Regions from separate parts of the Mus musculus genome. Here region 1 is linked to region 2. The links are chromatin contacts, called in public Hi-C maps. All regions are on one chromosome and are shown on one strand. Each heading gives the region's core, a stretch centred on a gene start, on an enhancer-like site or on the middle of the called end of the contact. The rest is flanking DNA. Distances are from core to core; before and after follow the strand shown. Region 1 has its middle 12 kb from the start of Gm2233. Region 2 has its middle 33 kb from the start of Gm20751.

What was found. Hi-C and Micro-C count contacts between places; a contact is called where the count stands out from the background.
Region 1: a contact with region 2 is called in a Hi-C map of centrocytes, with 2.8 times the contacts expected there. The contact joins two enhancer-like sites. A contact is called at or near these places in 4 of 484 Hi-C or Micro-C datasets (B cells, centroblasts, centrocytes and 1 more).

Annotation. Positions count from the first base shown.
Region 1 is chr13:43,957,264-43,964,249 of GRCm38.p6, reverse strand. No RefSeq gene overlaps it. Among named protein-coding and RNA genes, the nearest start is that of Gm2233, 12 kb to the right of the region's middle. Within about 2 kb of position 2,014, at least 47 of the 459 cell types and tissues checked have an H3K27ac peak or open chromatin away from gene starts, as enhancers often do. A contact at or near this core is called in B cells, centroblasts and centrocytes, where this site is marked.
Region 2 is chr13:43,745,724-43,752,941 of GRCm38.p6, reverse strand. No RefSeq gene overlaps it. Among named protein-coding and RNA genes, the nearest start is that of Gm20751, 33 kb to the right of the region's middle. Within about 2 kb of position 1,786, at least 16 of the 459 cell types and tissues checked have an H3K27ac peak or open chromatin away from gene starts, as enhancers often do. A contact at or near this core is called in B cells, centroblasts and centrocytes, where this site is marked.

The DNA of each region.
Region 1 (6,986 bases), core at 765-3,264, 210 kb before region 2:
CTCCCTTAAGGGGACCAGCTTTGTATAAAGACACACACATACATATACATGCACACACACATATGCAAATGCATACACACACATACATGCACACACACATGCACATAGACATGTATGGGTCTTCATACACATATACATATAGATAGATAGATAGATAGATAGATAGATAGATAGATAGATAGATATACACAAGCATACACACATGTACACACATATGCACACACATGTACATCCACATGCACACACAAACATATACATACAGACATGCACACATGCACACACACACACACACACACACACACACACACACACTCATGAGCTGCTGTACCACAGGCCCCAAAGCAGCAGAGGCAATTTTTTGAGGTGTGGAAACTCTGACTCTGTAAGCCAAAATAAACTTTTCTCCTTTTAAAGTTAAATGTCTCCAGTATTTTCTTAAATATGGAAAATTAGCCCAGAACAATCATAAATTAAACTGCTGTGAACACCCAGTGCACACAGTTTCACATAACTCTAGTTATGTCAAGTAGATAAAGCGCTAGAAAGGGAATTTCTGAACCTATGGGTATATAGCTTCTTAAGACTTTTGTGTAGAGAAACCCCCCTTACACACAACGTGAAAGAGAAGAGCTTTTTTCTTCCTCACTGACAACAGTTCTTTAAAATCTCTCTCAGGATCTCTCTATTTCTGCAGTGCTAGGGGCCAACCTTGGGACCTCAAACATGCTAAGCAAGCAATTAACCACCACCTTCCACTTTTGACCTGGGTTGCTTATTAACGTCAAGTGAATGAATTGTATCACAACTGAGTTACTATCAGCATGTTTCTAATGAATGGAACATTCTAGAAAATGCCCTGGCCCAAGTGTAAGATATGCAGGACTTGCTAAAGATAGTTATAAGGAAGAGACAGGTGAAGACAGAAAATAGAGAGAGACCTTCATTCCCAGCTGTGTTCAGGGTTGGTTGCATCCATCTCGAAGTCACTGGTGATCTACCCTTACCATGATACTGAAGACAATGCCCAGACCCCAGTTCTGAGGAAGACACGTGTCCATTCCTGTGAGCTTCCCCCTCAGCCTTTCTACCTGTGACCTTGTGATTTCACTTTGTCTTCTGCTGAGTTCATGGGGATGTGGATGGAATGGATGGAAGGACACTAACATCTTTCTCCTGAGAATCACGGTGGCTGTGTCATTGCTGTAATGCCAGGACCAAGGTGGGGTGGCAGAGTGGGCAGCCTGTGTGTGATGCTTCAGGCAGTCACAGGTGCAGGGAGAGATCTAAGCGTTCTCCCAAAGAATGGGATGAGGGCTCTATGACACACAGAAGCAAGGGACACTAGTTCAAGATGGAGAAAAATTAAAAACCCCAAATCGTTAGTTATCAACTTGCTTCACCCTCATATTATTAAGGATTTATTCTTGTGTGCATGCATATGCCGGTGCTATATGCATGTCTGGTACCTGCAGAAACCAGAGAGGAGTTCAGAGCCCTTGGAGGTAGAGTTCCAGATGACTGCAAGCTACCACATGGGTGATAAGGACCAAAAACCCAGGTCCTCTGCAAGAACAACAAATGCTCTTAACTGAACTGTCTCTCCATCCCTGTCAGCTGCATATTCTTCCCAGGCTGTCTCTGTCTCTCTGTCTCTCTGTCTCTCTGTCTCTCTCTGTCTCTGACTATCTCTGTCTGTCTCTGTTTCTCTCTGTCTCTGTTTCTCTCTCTCTCTCACTCTCTCTCTCTCTCTCTCTCTCTCTCTCTCTCTCTCTCTCTCGCACACACACACACACACACACACACACACACACACATACACACACACACACCACCCTAATAGGTTGCATACCATTTCTTAGCCCATCTGTCTGTGGAAACAAAATCAATATTATGTTGCACACAAAGCACCCATTTAATCTAAAAATGCATGTGTCGTTCACTTACCCACTGAAGTAACCCAAAGTCAGCATGGCTTTCAGTTCCTCTTCAGGCAGGGCTTACTTTTCTTTGTTCTCCTCCTCACAAGTGTTGAACTTGTGATTGGGCTTGGAGATAGAGAAGAAAAGCTCTAACAGGAAGCTGTAGCTTGGGGTGGGCGCCCAGGTGGAAAAAGAAACACAGGCACACACACATGCACATACATGCAAACACACACACATGCACATACATGCAAACACACACACACACACATGCACATACACATGCACACACACATGCACACATGTGCACACACACACATGCATACACATACATGCACGAACACACACACACACATATACACGCACACAAGCACAATGCATGGCCCACCTGGTACATATTTCTTTAGCTCTATTCTTTCAGTTTAGTGTAGAATAAAGGAAAAAGAATGAAGAGTACCCGTCTTAGTGCCTGTCTATGAACAATTAAGCGGGTGACAATCTCAAACTTACAGACATGTAACTATAGCAATGTCCACGCTGTCTGTTCTCTGCCTTACGGGTCCATACTTTATTTTAGTAATCTTCTATTCTTTGGTCAGTAAATTATATCCTTACATGGAACATCACAGTCTGATACGACTTTTATGTCTAAGAAGGATATTTTGGACAAAACAGCACTTAAGCAGAGCTATTCTGGGCATTAGGAACCCCTGCCATTGGAAGGATCTGAGGTTTACAGAAGTCCCCATCTGTAGCTACATTTGGCAGCCACAAGCTCAGTTCACCCATGACCACAGTGAGATGAGAGCTTTCATCACTTCCCTTGAACCCGACTTGTTAGAGCTGACATCCGCCCAGGTGGGAAACTTGTTGGATCAGTTCTGGATTCCTCTATCTCCCATATAATGACAGAGTGATGACACCAGACAGGACCTGGGTCCTTGCTGATGCTCATGCTCATGACGATTCAGATTTCTCCAGCATTCTAACCTCCCCACTCAGGACACTCCCCACATAGAATGCTCAGGCAGCCGTCAGCTCAAGGCCCTGCAATAATAGGCTGAGCTGTACAGAGTGTCTCATTACAGCCACGCTCTTTTCTTGGCAGCTCTCATTCATGCATGATCCATGCAGGAGAAGAAAGACCCATACATTTGTTCCCACATTTGGAGCAACACTTTAAGACCACTGCAGTGGCTTCTGAGGCCTCCCTGTGGTCCACAGAGGCCTTCCTTGATATTGCTCCACAGCTGAAGTCTGTCGCCTACCCAGCTCTGCTTAAGTCTCTCTAAGATTAGATGCTTTCACCAGAGGTTGTGTCCTGGTCCTGTGCAGAGGTGGGGGTACTGTGAACAGACAGATGCAGTTAGTTAAGGATGGAAACTCCAGAGACACACTGCGCATTACTGAGCCAATTCTGATGTTATTAGAGGTAGCATTCTGGACCAGATACTCTCTGCCTCTGTACCTCAACTTTCTCATCTATAAAATAGAGGTAATAATATTAATCCCATCACACTAAAAAGGAGAGAAGAAGGAAAGAGATGAGAACATACATTAAATAGTGCCTAGCACATGGAGAATTCTGAGTGAACGTTGGTTGTTCTATAACGTACATAAGCCTCTGTGCTTTCTAGAGGGTGTTCTGACTGGCTTTAACATGACACAACTTAGAACCACTTAGAGTCATCTGTGAGAAGAGCTTCAATGGAGGAGTTACCTAAATCAGACTGGCCAGTGCACATGCCAGTGGGGGGAAATATATTGACTGTTAATTGATGTAAAATATCCCAGCCCACTGTGGGTGGTACCATTCCTAGGAAGATGGCCCTGAGCCATACAAGACAACTCAGGGTTAGGGTCAGAGTACATGGCAGGTGCCCACAAGCCAACCAGCAGGCAGCACTCTCCATGTTTCCTGCTGTGCTTCATGGATGAGAAGGGATGAGAATGGATGAGAAGATGCTGTGCAGAATGGCCAGTAGATCTGCCTTCGAGTTCCTGCCTTGATGCCTTCAGCGATGGACTGTGACTTGGACTTGTAAATAAACCTAAGTTGCTTATAGTCAGAGAGGTTTTTTTTTTTTTTTTTTTTTTTTTTTTATCACAGCAACAGAAAGGAAACATGAACAGAGGGTGAAACTTGAGAAATTCAACGGCTGTGAAAAGATCTCATGTGTCTCACCTTGATCTTTGCTTCTGAGACAAAGAAATTGAAATAGTCTTGGAGACCATATAAAAGGGAGACCACGCAAGGTGCAGGGGAGTGGGGGAGACTGTTCATCTTTCAACACATCATCCTGATATACAGGCTGAGATCTTTTTGCACTGGGTGTAAGCTTACACACACAGACTGTTGCTCAGTTACCTTGAGAAAAGATTTTCTTCGCAGTCAGAGATCCTAATATTTGGTGACTATTTTCAGATCTGCAAAGTGCTTCTAGTCAAACTTCAAGCTCTAAAGCTTTTAATTAGGTTACTCCAAATCAGAATAGGGAGGTAGGAGAAAGGGCTGCACTGAATTAATCAAAACAATGCAGAAGCAAAATCTTTCAGTGGAGGAAAAGGAAACAGGGATTGGGGCTTCTGCAAATTTACCCGTGAGTGACTCTTCCCTGTGGTAGCCGGTTGTGATTGGAACTTGAGGTTGCCGAGGAATGCCTCTGGATATGCCTGTAAATCTATTAGCTGGGTAGTAAAGACCTGCCCTGATTGGATAGCATGATCCTCTGAGCTGGGAGTTCAGACATAAAAAGGAAAAAGGACCAAGCAAGCCCCGAGTGGAGCCAGTGCCCCTCCCTCTCCCTTCTTCCTCTTTACCATGCTACAAAGAAGTACCTTTGCTATCCACTCCCACCTCCATGACATTCTGCTCAAACACACGTGGCCAAGTTACCACTGGACCCCCGAAAGCATGAGCCAAAATAAGTTCTCTCTCCTCTTTTTAAGTGCTTTATGTCACAGTGATAAGAAAGATTTCATACACGCTCCCTAACTCGAAAATTGCTTTCATAGGCTTGGACTCCCCCTGCCCCTCTAGCAAAACAAGTAAGTTCCTCTTTTCTCCTTGGCAGGTGCTCATGAAGCTTAACTCTCGCCTCACAGGAAACCTTACCTCTCTGGCATAAGCCAGAAGCACAAGGGATCACCAGCTAATTGAAAACCAAGTCGGAGACACTGACTTACCCCCGCTAACCTCTCAGATGTACGACTCATCTAGGTCTAAAGCCAGCAACTTCAGGGGATGGCACCATATTGACAATATCGCTAGACGTATGGCTTAGCTTCGGAATAAAATATTTATAATCCCTCTCTGGGGGAAGTGGGCTTAGCAGAATGAATCCGCAGGCTCTGGCTCTCCTGAGGTATTTTTCTCATTCTCGCTGGCACGGATAAAATCTAAACTGTACTTAAGAAATGGTGTTAAATGTGTTAGTTGACTGAATCTGGCATTTATAATGCAATTTAGCAAAGTTTTATATTGACAGCATGACATTTTTAAAGGGCCCTTTCTGATTAACAAGGTTCGGAATCACTCCCTTGATTATGCTCGCTGAGGAGTATAAAACGCTACAGGCTCCAGGAGCAATGAATCGGGGCTCTGTTAGCATTAGACACATTTTGCTTTCTTAGTGACCATTTCCAGGGAGGATCGGGGTGCGACTGCATGTTTTCCTGACAGAAGAAAATCTGTTTTCACATTAGAGAGGGACAGGGAGGTAGGGGGAGCCTCCATGGGGAACAGGGTTCAATAGGCAGAGGAGGTACATAGGCTCCAAGTCAAGGAAACGTGTCCATAAAGGATGATTGTTGCCTCCTGATGTCCCACTCAGACAAAGCCTGTCTAAGAAATGCAGAGGAAGGCAAGCATCCATCCAAAGGGCAAATTGGGAAAGGTTTAAATTTATCTTTGTTCTATTACCGTTAGTGCGGGTGTCTCCTGCTTATACCCTAAATATGTAACAATCTCATTTGGACTTCTCCACGGGAAGAGAAACACTCCAGGAATCTTTGAACCAATGGAACAAATGCAGCATCAGAGAGTGATATAAACCACCCCAGCTCTGTTCACAGCAGACTCCACGGTGAGTGTCCCTACTTCTTATCAGGATGCTTTTAGCAACCATCTCCTGAGCAGCTGACCGAGCACAGGGAGCCATTGGCGGTACCACAACCTTTGTGTGTATGTGTATAAATACTCATATATTTCAGCTGTAGCCACACTGAAGTGTGCCATTCGATGGTGTATGAGACCAGCACCACAGTCCATCTCCAAAGCTCCCCAACAGCCTGACTAGAAGCTCCGTGTCCATTCTGTGGGAAAGTAACTCCCCTTCCCCAGCCCTATGGTCTGGTCCCAGTCTACTCCCTATCTATGGATTTGGCTATTTCAGGTATTGTGTGTCCATAGAGTCCTTCTGTGACTCCCTTACTTCTTTCTGTACCACGCCACCACTCACTCATGTCACAGCATGTGTCTGATCTGCCTTCTTGTCAACGCTGAATGGTTTCACTGGGAGAACAGCCTTTCGCCAACCCCTTGTCCATCAGCAAACACTTGGGTGGTGTCCCCCTTTTTTGCTCCAGCAGGACCAAACAAATGGGAGTGTGCAAGTGTGTACCTATAGGTGTGCAAACTATCTTAGCTTTGGCTGTGGTGGTGACCCTCTACCTGAGATACAGCACCCATTTCCCAGATGAGGAAAGGAATGCCCACGGAGATAAGCTGCCCAAGACCATACTCCTGGCAGGTGGCAGTTCTGGGGTTTGGAGTCATGTCTCCTCGCTATCCTCCTCACCTCTGACCCCAGGTTCGGTTCTGTCCATCCACGAGTGATGTCCACTCAGCGATACTTCTCTGGGTGGCAAGTGTCTCTCAAGCAGCATCTTCTTCATTGCCAGTCATGTGGTACATTTTCCTACTGAGGAGTTGAGAAGAACCTTCCAAGATGTAATATTCTAGGACATCAGATTTCAATATTTCAAGATTCTAGAGAGGTCCAAGATGTCACATGACCCTCCCTCAGCAGACAGGCAGCTGATGACCTGTAAAACTGGCAGTGGGTA
Region 2 (7,218 bases), core at 537-3,036:
ACATCCTGAGAATAATACAAGTCTGTCCACTTAAGACCTTAAGGCCTGGTTCTCTCTGTGTGTGGTCATGTCACATTGGATTATTTTTGCCTTAAGCCATATCAGAGCAAGTGTCCAGTGAACAATAACCTAACGTAATAAGTAACCCTGCAACCTAACTGGGGAGAATGCTCTTGTATGAGTCCTGGGGCCTCAGCCCAGCATAGACTGGAGGCTGCCAAACCATGTCCAGATGTGGCACACAGTCAGACGATTTCTGTACACTGTTTCCTTCCTCTGCACATAAGCACAGCCTGCACAGCCTGTGGGTCGTCGCATTTTGAAACCACTTTTCAGTTTGAGTGGGACCAGGTTCGTGAACTTTTTTTCTTCTTCTTTCTATTTGACTAACCTCTGTTAAAGTTCTCTTGTCTACGATTTTTCCTTTAACGGCTGACTTACCCTGTTGATCTTCCTCGACCTTCATCTTCATTCTCCTACAAGACAGTTTGGGAGAGTTCATAACCAAGAAACCATGGAGACACCTCCCAATTGGAGGTCATTGTTAACATCCCAGGGAAGACCCAGAGGATCCACATTAGCCCATGTTGTTATGTCATGACAGTGGAAGAGGTCTCAAGGATGCCCCTCCTTCTGAAGCAAAGAAGATGTGGGGATTTTTTTTTAGGATTACAGGTGTGAATCACTACACCCAGTGGTGCGTGGTTTGTGAATTTTATTTTGTATATTTTTATTTTTTTATTTTGTGTGTGTCTGTCAGTCTGTGTGTAAAGGTGTTCCTGCCGTAGGACGAATAGGAGGTCACTTGCAGTAGGCTGTGCTTTCAATGTGTTTGAGGGTTCCATGTGTCAATCTCAGGTCCTCGGGCTGGGTGACAAGTGCTGCTACAGGCTAAAGCAACAACAGCCCCGAGCAGTGTGTTTTGCCCTGTTATTACAGCACATGGCTTAGAAGTAGGAACCAGGGTTTCTGGAGAGATGGCTCAGTGGTTAAGAGCACTGACTGTTCTTCCAGAGGTCCTGAGTTCAATTCCCAGCAACCACATGGTGGCTCACAACCATCTGTAATGGGATCTGATGCCCTCTTCTGGTGTGCATGAAAATAGTGTACAGTATCCTCACATGCATAAAATAAATAAATTTTTAAAAAAAGAAGTAGATCTTGTCTGTTACGTACTTATAGAGACAGTGGCACAGATCCAAGACAACACACTATTTCCTTGCTGAATGAATGAACCCTGAGAATTGTTACCACCATTTTCACAGACTTTAACCCATGCTGGGAATGATTTTGAGTAACTAGACCTTTCAGTAGCCTACACAGATGATGGCCATCTTTTTTGTATAGCCGAAGAGAGAGAAGAACAAGGTGTTCAATAGCTCCTCTTGGGTCACCCATTTACCAATTGACTGATGCACTTTTTGGTTAGCTGTGGAATCAATCCTAATTTGGGCTCAGCAAGACTAGAAATGAATACAGCCCACTTCTAGCCAAAGAAAAAGAGTTCAGCCAAGGCATAATTTTTGGAGTTGGTGCTGAGTTAAGAAATGCACGTGGAAGGATGCTTTTCTGTCTCCTGTGCCCATGCTCGCTCACAACAGAACCCATATGTGGCAAAATCTACCCTTAAAAATAATTCAGTTTGGAGGTTTGGAGGGGGCGGTACATTTGAAGTTTTGCTATTAACACCATTATTTAACTACAGAACACCTACACCACACCCTAAAGAAACCCCACAGCCAATCACAGTTATGTTCCACTCCCTTCCCCCGGCAACCAGTTCTATTTACAGAAATAGATTGATACTGTATGGGGCAGACAAGCCCTCCTTCTGTCTTCTCTAAATGCCTCATAGGTCTCCTGCTCTTTCTCAGGTCACTTTGTCACAGTGTGATCAAACACTCTGACTATGGACTAACTTGAAATATTTCCGTGGAATACGCTCAAGGAGAGCGAATCTTCTGCTTGCTCTCCTAGACCAGAATTTTAGCGTCCAACCTCAAGTCCAAAGTTGAAACTGAGCCAAGAAAAGCAAGGGCTCTGAATCGCTGGTGGTGGAATCCCCAGGCAGGACTCCGGGAGTGGAGTTGGGAATGCCTGCCTTAGCTAAAGGGCAGGCTGGAAGTTATCCTAGAGACAAGAGGATGATGCCCGTCTTGGGCTATCTTCAAATGTGTGGGCTCAAGCAGTCCTCTTGCTTCAGCCTTCCAAGTAAAGTAGCTGGGACTTCAGACAGGTACCCCTGCGCCCATACTGGTACCTCTTCCCTGTGTGTGCTAGGGACTGAATCTAGAACCTCACTCACTCCAAGAGCTCTCCACCACCGAGTTATAGCCCCGGGCTGCCTTCCTGCCTACCTGCCTCCCTTCCTTCCTTCCTCCCTCCCTTTGAGTCTCAATGTCCATGTAGTGGCTCACAAGAGAAGTCTGTAACTCCAGTTGCTGGGGATCTGACTCCCTCTTCTGGCCTCCATGCATACATGTGGTGTGCACTTAGATGTGGGCATGTATGTCTGATAAAAATTCTCATGAATATGATGGAGGTCCTTAAAGAGAAAATGAATGAATCCCTTAAAGAAATATGAGAAAACACAGCAAACAGTGTAAGGAAATAAATAAAACCATTCAAGACCTGAAAGTTGAAATAGAATCATTTTTTTTAATTAAAAAAAGAAATCACTGAAGGAATTCTCTAGGGATTCTAACAGGAACTACAGAGGCTAGCTTCACCGACAGAATATAAGAGATAGAAGACAGAATGTCAGGCATTGAAGATAGAAGAAATGGATACTTTGGTCAAAGAATATGTTAAATTAAAAAAAAAAAAAACCCTGACACAAAGCATCCAGGAAATCTGGAACACTGTGAAAAGATCAAACCTAAGAATGATAGGAACAAAGGAAGAGGAGGAAACCCAGGGCAGAGGAACAGGGAATATTCTCAGCAAAACCATAGAGAAAAATTTCCCAACCTAAAGAAGGAGAGCCTATCAGGGTCCCAGAAGCATCCAGAACACAATAGACTGGACCAGGAAAGACATTCCCACCCAGTAATTATAATAATATCACATAGCGATCAAAACATTCAATGTACAGAGAAAGGAAAGAAATTAAAATCTGTGAAAGGAAAAGGTCAAGTAACATATAAAGGCAGACAGATTAGAAGTATACCTGGCTTCTCAACAGAGACTCTAAAAGCCAGAAGGGACTGAACAGGTGGGCTGCAGACTCCAGAAGATCACTAATGCCAGTCCAGACCACTGTACCCAACAAAATTTTCAATCACCATAGATGAAGAAAATAAGATATTCCATGGTAAAGTCAAATTTAACAATCTCTATCTACATATCCAGCCCTACAGAAGATGCTAGAAGGAAAATTCCAACCTAAGGAGATTAACTACACACACACAAACACAAGAAATAAATTCCTACACCAGCAAAATCAAAAGGAAATACACACACATATGCATGCACACACACATACACACACCACCACCACCACCACCATTACCACCACCACCACCACAGCCACAACAACAAATAACAGGAATCAACAATCAGTGATTGATATCGTTCGATAGCAATGGTCTCAATTCCCCCAATAACTAGACAAACTAATAGAATAGATGCAAAACCAGAGTCCACCCTTCTGCATCCAAGAAACACACCTCAGCCCCAAGGGGAGACATTACCTCAGGCTAAAGGCTTAGAAAAAGATATTCCGTGCAAATGGACTTAAGAAGCATGCTGGTGTGACCATTTTAATATCTAACAAAATAGACTTTAAAACCAAAATGAATCTGAAGAGATGGGGAAGGACAGTACATACCCATCAAAGGAAAAATCCACCATGTTTCAGTTCTTAACATCTATGACCAGACACAATGACATCCAAGTGTGTAAGCTCTACTACAGCATAAACCACATACTGACCTTCACATCTCCATAGGGGAGACTTCAGTACCACACTCTCAACAACAGGCAGGTCATCCACCCAAAAACTAGACAGAGAAATACTAGCAGACATTACAAGCCAAATGGACCGTTTCTCTTCCCGTCCCAGGTGCTGCGGGAGCCACGGGTCACCATGCAAGACATGGCCAAGTCCAAGAACCACACCACACAAGTAGTCCCACAAATGGCACAGAAGTGGCATCAAAACACGCTAGTCACAAAGCTACGAATCTCTTAAGGGGGTTGACCCCAAGTTCCTGAGGAAGATGGGCCTTGCCAAGAAGCACAACAAGAAAGGCCTGGAGAAGATGCAGGCCAGCAATGCAAAGGCAGTGAGTGCGCGTGCAGAGGCCATCAAAGCCCTGGTGAAGCCTCAGGCCATCAAGCCCAAGATGCCAAAGGGCTCCAGCTGCAAACTCAGCCATCTTGTTTTCATCTGCTCACCTCAAGCTTGAGAAGCAGATTTGAAGCTCCATGGTCAAGGGTTGTAGGCGCTGCCAACCAAAGCCCAAGGTTCAAACCAAGGCATTGGCCAAAGCTCCAGCTAAGGCTTCAGCTCCTGCTCAGGTCCCCAAAGGTGCTCAGGCCCCTGTGAAGGCCCCGTAGGAAAGGCTCCTGCCAGTGTGAAGACAGACGGACTTCTGTGACACACCTGCCTATGTACTATTTGCAGATGAGCAATGTCCTATGCTGTTTTTATAAATAAACCTGAGACAAGGAAAAAAAAATACTAACAACCAAATGGACCTAACAGATATTTACAGAACATGTCACCCTAACACAAAAGAATATACTCTCTATTCTGTGCCTCATGGAATGTCCTCCAAAATTAATCACATACTGAGATACAAAGACAATTGAAATAACTCCCTTCACCCTATCAGATCCCCATACATTAAAGCTGGATATCAACAACAGAAACAACAGAAAACTTACAATCTCATGGAAGCTGAACAACTCTCTACTGAATGACCACTAAGTCAAGGCAGAAATAAAGAAAGAAATCAGAGACTTCTATAATTCAATTAAAATGAACCTACAACATAACCAAAAGTATGGGACACAATGAAAGCAGTGCTAAAAGAGGTCACAGTACTAAGTGCCTACATTTAAAAAAAATTGGAGATATTTCATACTAGCAATTTAATAGCACAGCTTAAAGCTTTAGAACAAAAAGAAGTAACCACACCTCAAAGGAGCAAATGGCAATGATTAGGCAAGCTAAAGTCTGACGTCAACAAAATAGAAATAAAGAGAACAATACAAAAATCAGTGCAAGCAAGAGCAACCTAGACAAACCCTTATCCAAGCTAACTAAATGGCAGAGAGAGAATATCCAAGTCACTCACCAAAGTCAGAAATGAAAAGGGGACATCACAACAGACACTGCGGCAATCCAGAGAACCATAAGGACACACTTTAAAAACCTGCATTCAACTAAATTAAAGAAATGGATGATTTTCTCAATAGGTACTGCATGCCAAAGTTAAAACAAGATCAGACAAGTTATACAGACAGACAGATAAGTTACACAGACAGACAACCCTAAGGAAAGAGAAACCATCGTCAAAAATTCTTCCAAGCAGGAAGAGCCCAGGACCCAGATGCCTTTAGCAGAAAAGTCAGCCAGACATTCAAAGAAGTTTCCACTAATACTCCTCAAATTATTCCACAGAATAGAAACAGAAGAAACACTGGCAAATCATTTTATGATGCCACAATTACCCTGATACCCAAACCACATAAAGACTCAACAAAGAAAAAGAATTACATTACCAATTTTCCTTATGAACATAGGTGCAAAATTACTCAATTAAATGCTTGCAAATTGAATCCAAGAACACATCAAAACCATCATCCGCCATGATCAAGTTGGCTTCATCCCAGAGATGCAGGGATGGTTCAATGTACAAAAGTCAGGAAGTGCAATACACCATATAAACAACGTTAAAGAAAAAGCACATGATTTCATTTCATTCGATGAAGAAAAATCCTTTGACAAAAAGTCCAACACCCCTTCAAGACAAAAGTCCTGGAGAGATCAGGGACAGAAGGGACATGCCTAAACACAATAAAGGCAATTCATACCACAAATTATACCAAGTCTATAACCAATATCAAATGAGATGGAGAGAAACTCAAAGCAATTCCACTAAATTCATGCACAAGACAAGGTTTTCCGTTCTCTCCAGTATGTATGTATTCATCATAGAACTTGAAGTTTTAGCTAGAACACTAAGACAGCTGAAGGGGATTAAGGGAAAGGATCAACTGGAAAGGAAGAAGTCAAAGTATCTTTATTTGCTTATGAGATGAGTGTGTGCATGAGCGGCCATGAAAAGTCTACCAGGAAACTCCCAAAGCTGAAAAACACTCTCAGCAAAGTGGCTGGATACAAAATTAGCTCAAAAAAAAAAAAAATCAGTAGTCTTCCGATATACAAATGACAAACGGACTGAGAAAGAAATCAGGGAAACAACACCTTTCACAACAGCCTCAAATAATCTAATAATCTAAAATATCTTGTTTTAACCAAGCAAGTGAAATATTGCATGATTTAACAAAAATCAGTCTTTGAAGAAAGAAATTGAAGAAGCTCTCAGAAGATGGAAGCCCCCACCCCCACCCCCATGCTCATGGATCAGTAGAGTTAACGTGGTAAGCATGGCCATCTTATCGAAAGCAGTCTGCAAGTTCAATGCAATTCCCATAAAAAGTCCAATGCCATTTATTACAGATTTCAAAGTGACAATTCTCAACTTCATGTGGAAAAACAAAAAATTAGGATAGCTATTAACAATCCTGAACAAGGAAAGAACTGCCGGAGGTCCCGCCATTCCCCACTTCAAGTTGCACAACAGAACATAAAAACAGATGTGTTGATCAATAGAATCAGATTCAAGGCCCACATCTATGAACACCCGATTTTTTACCAAGAAGCTAGAAATAAACACTGGAAGACAGAAAACATTTTCAATAAAGCATGGTCAAACTGGAAAGTTGTGTGTAACAGGAGGGAAATAGAGCCGCATTTTTCCCACAGGAGAAAACTCAAGTCCAGGTTGATCAGAGACCTCAACATAAAATCAGATACACCTAATCAGATAGAACAAAATGGGGGATGATCTTGAATGAATTGGCACAGGAGACCACTTCCTGAACAGAACACCAGTAGCACAAGCAGCAACAAACAATTAATAAATGGGGCATCATGAACACGAGACTTCAACACTTCTGTAAGGCAAAGAACAGTGTGTGTGTGTG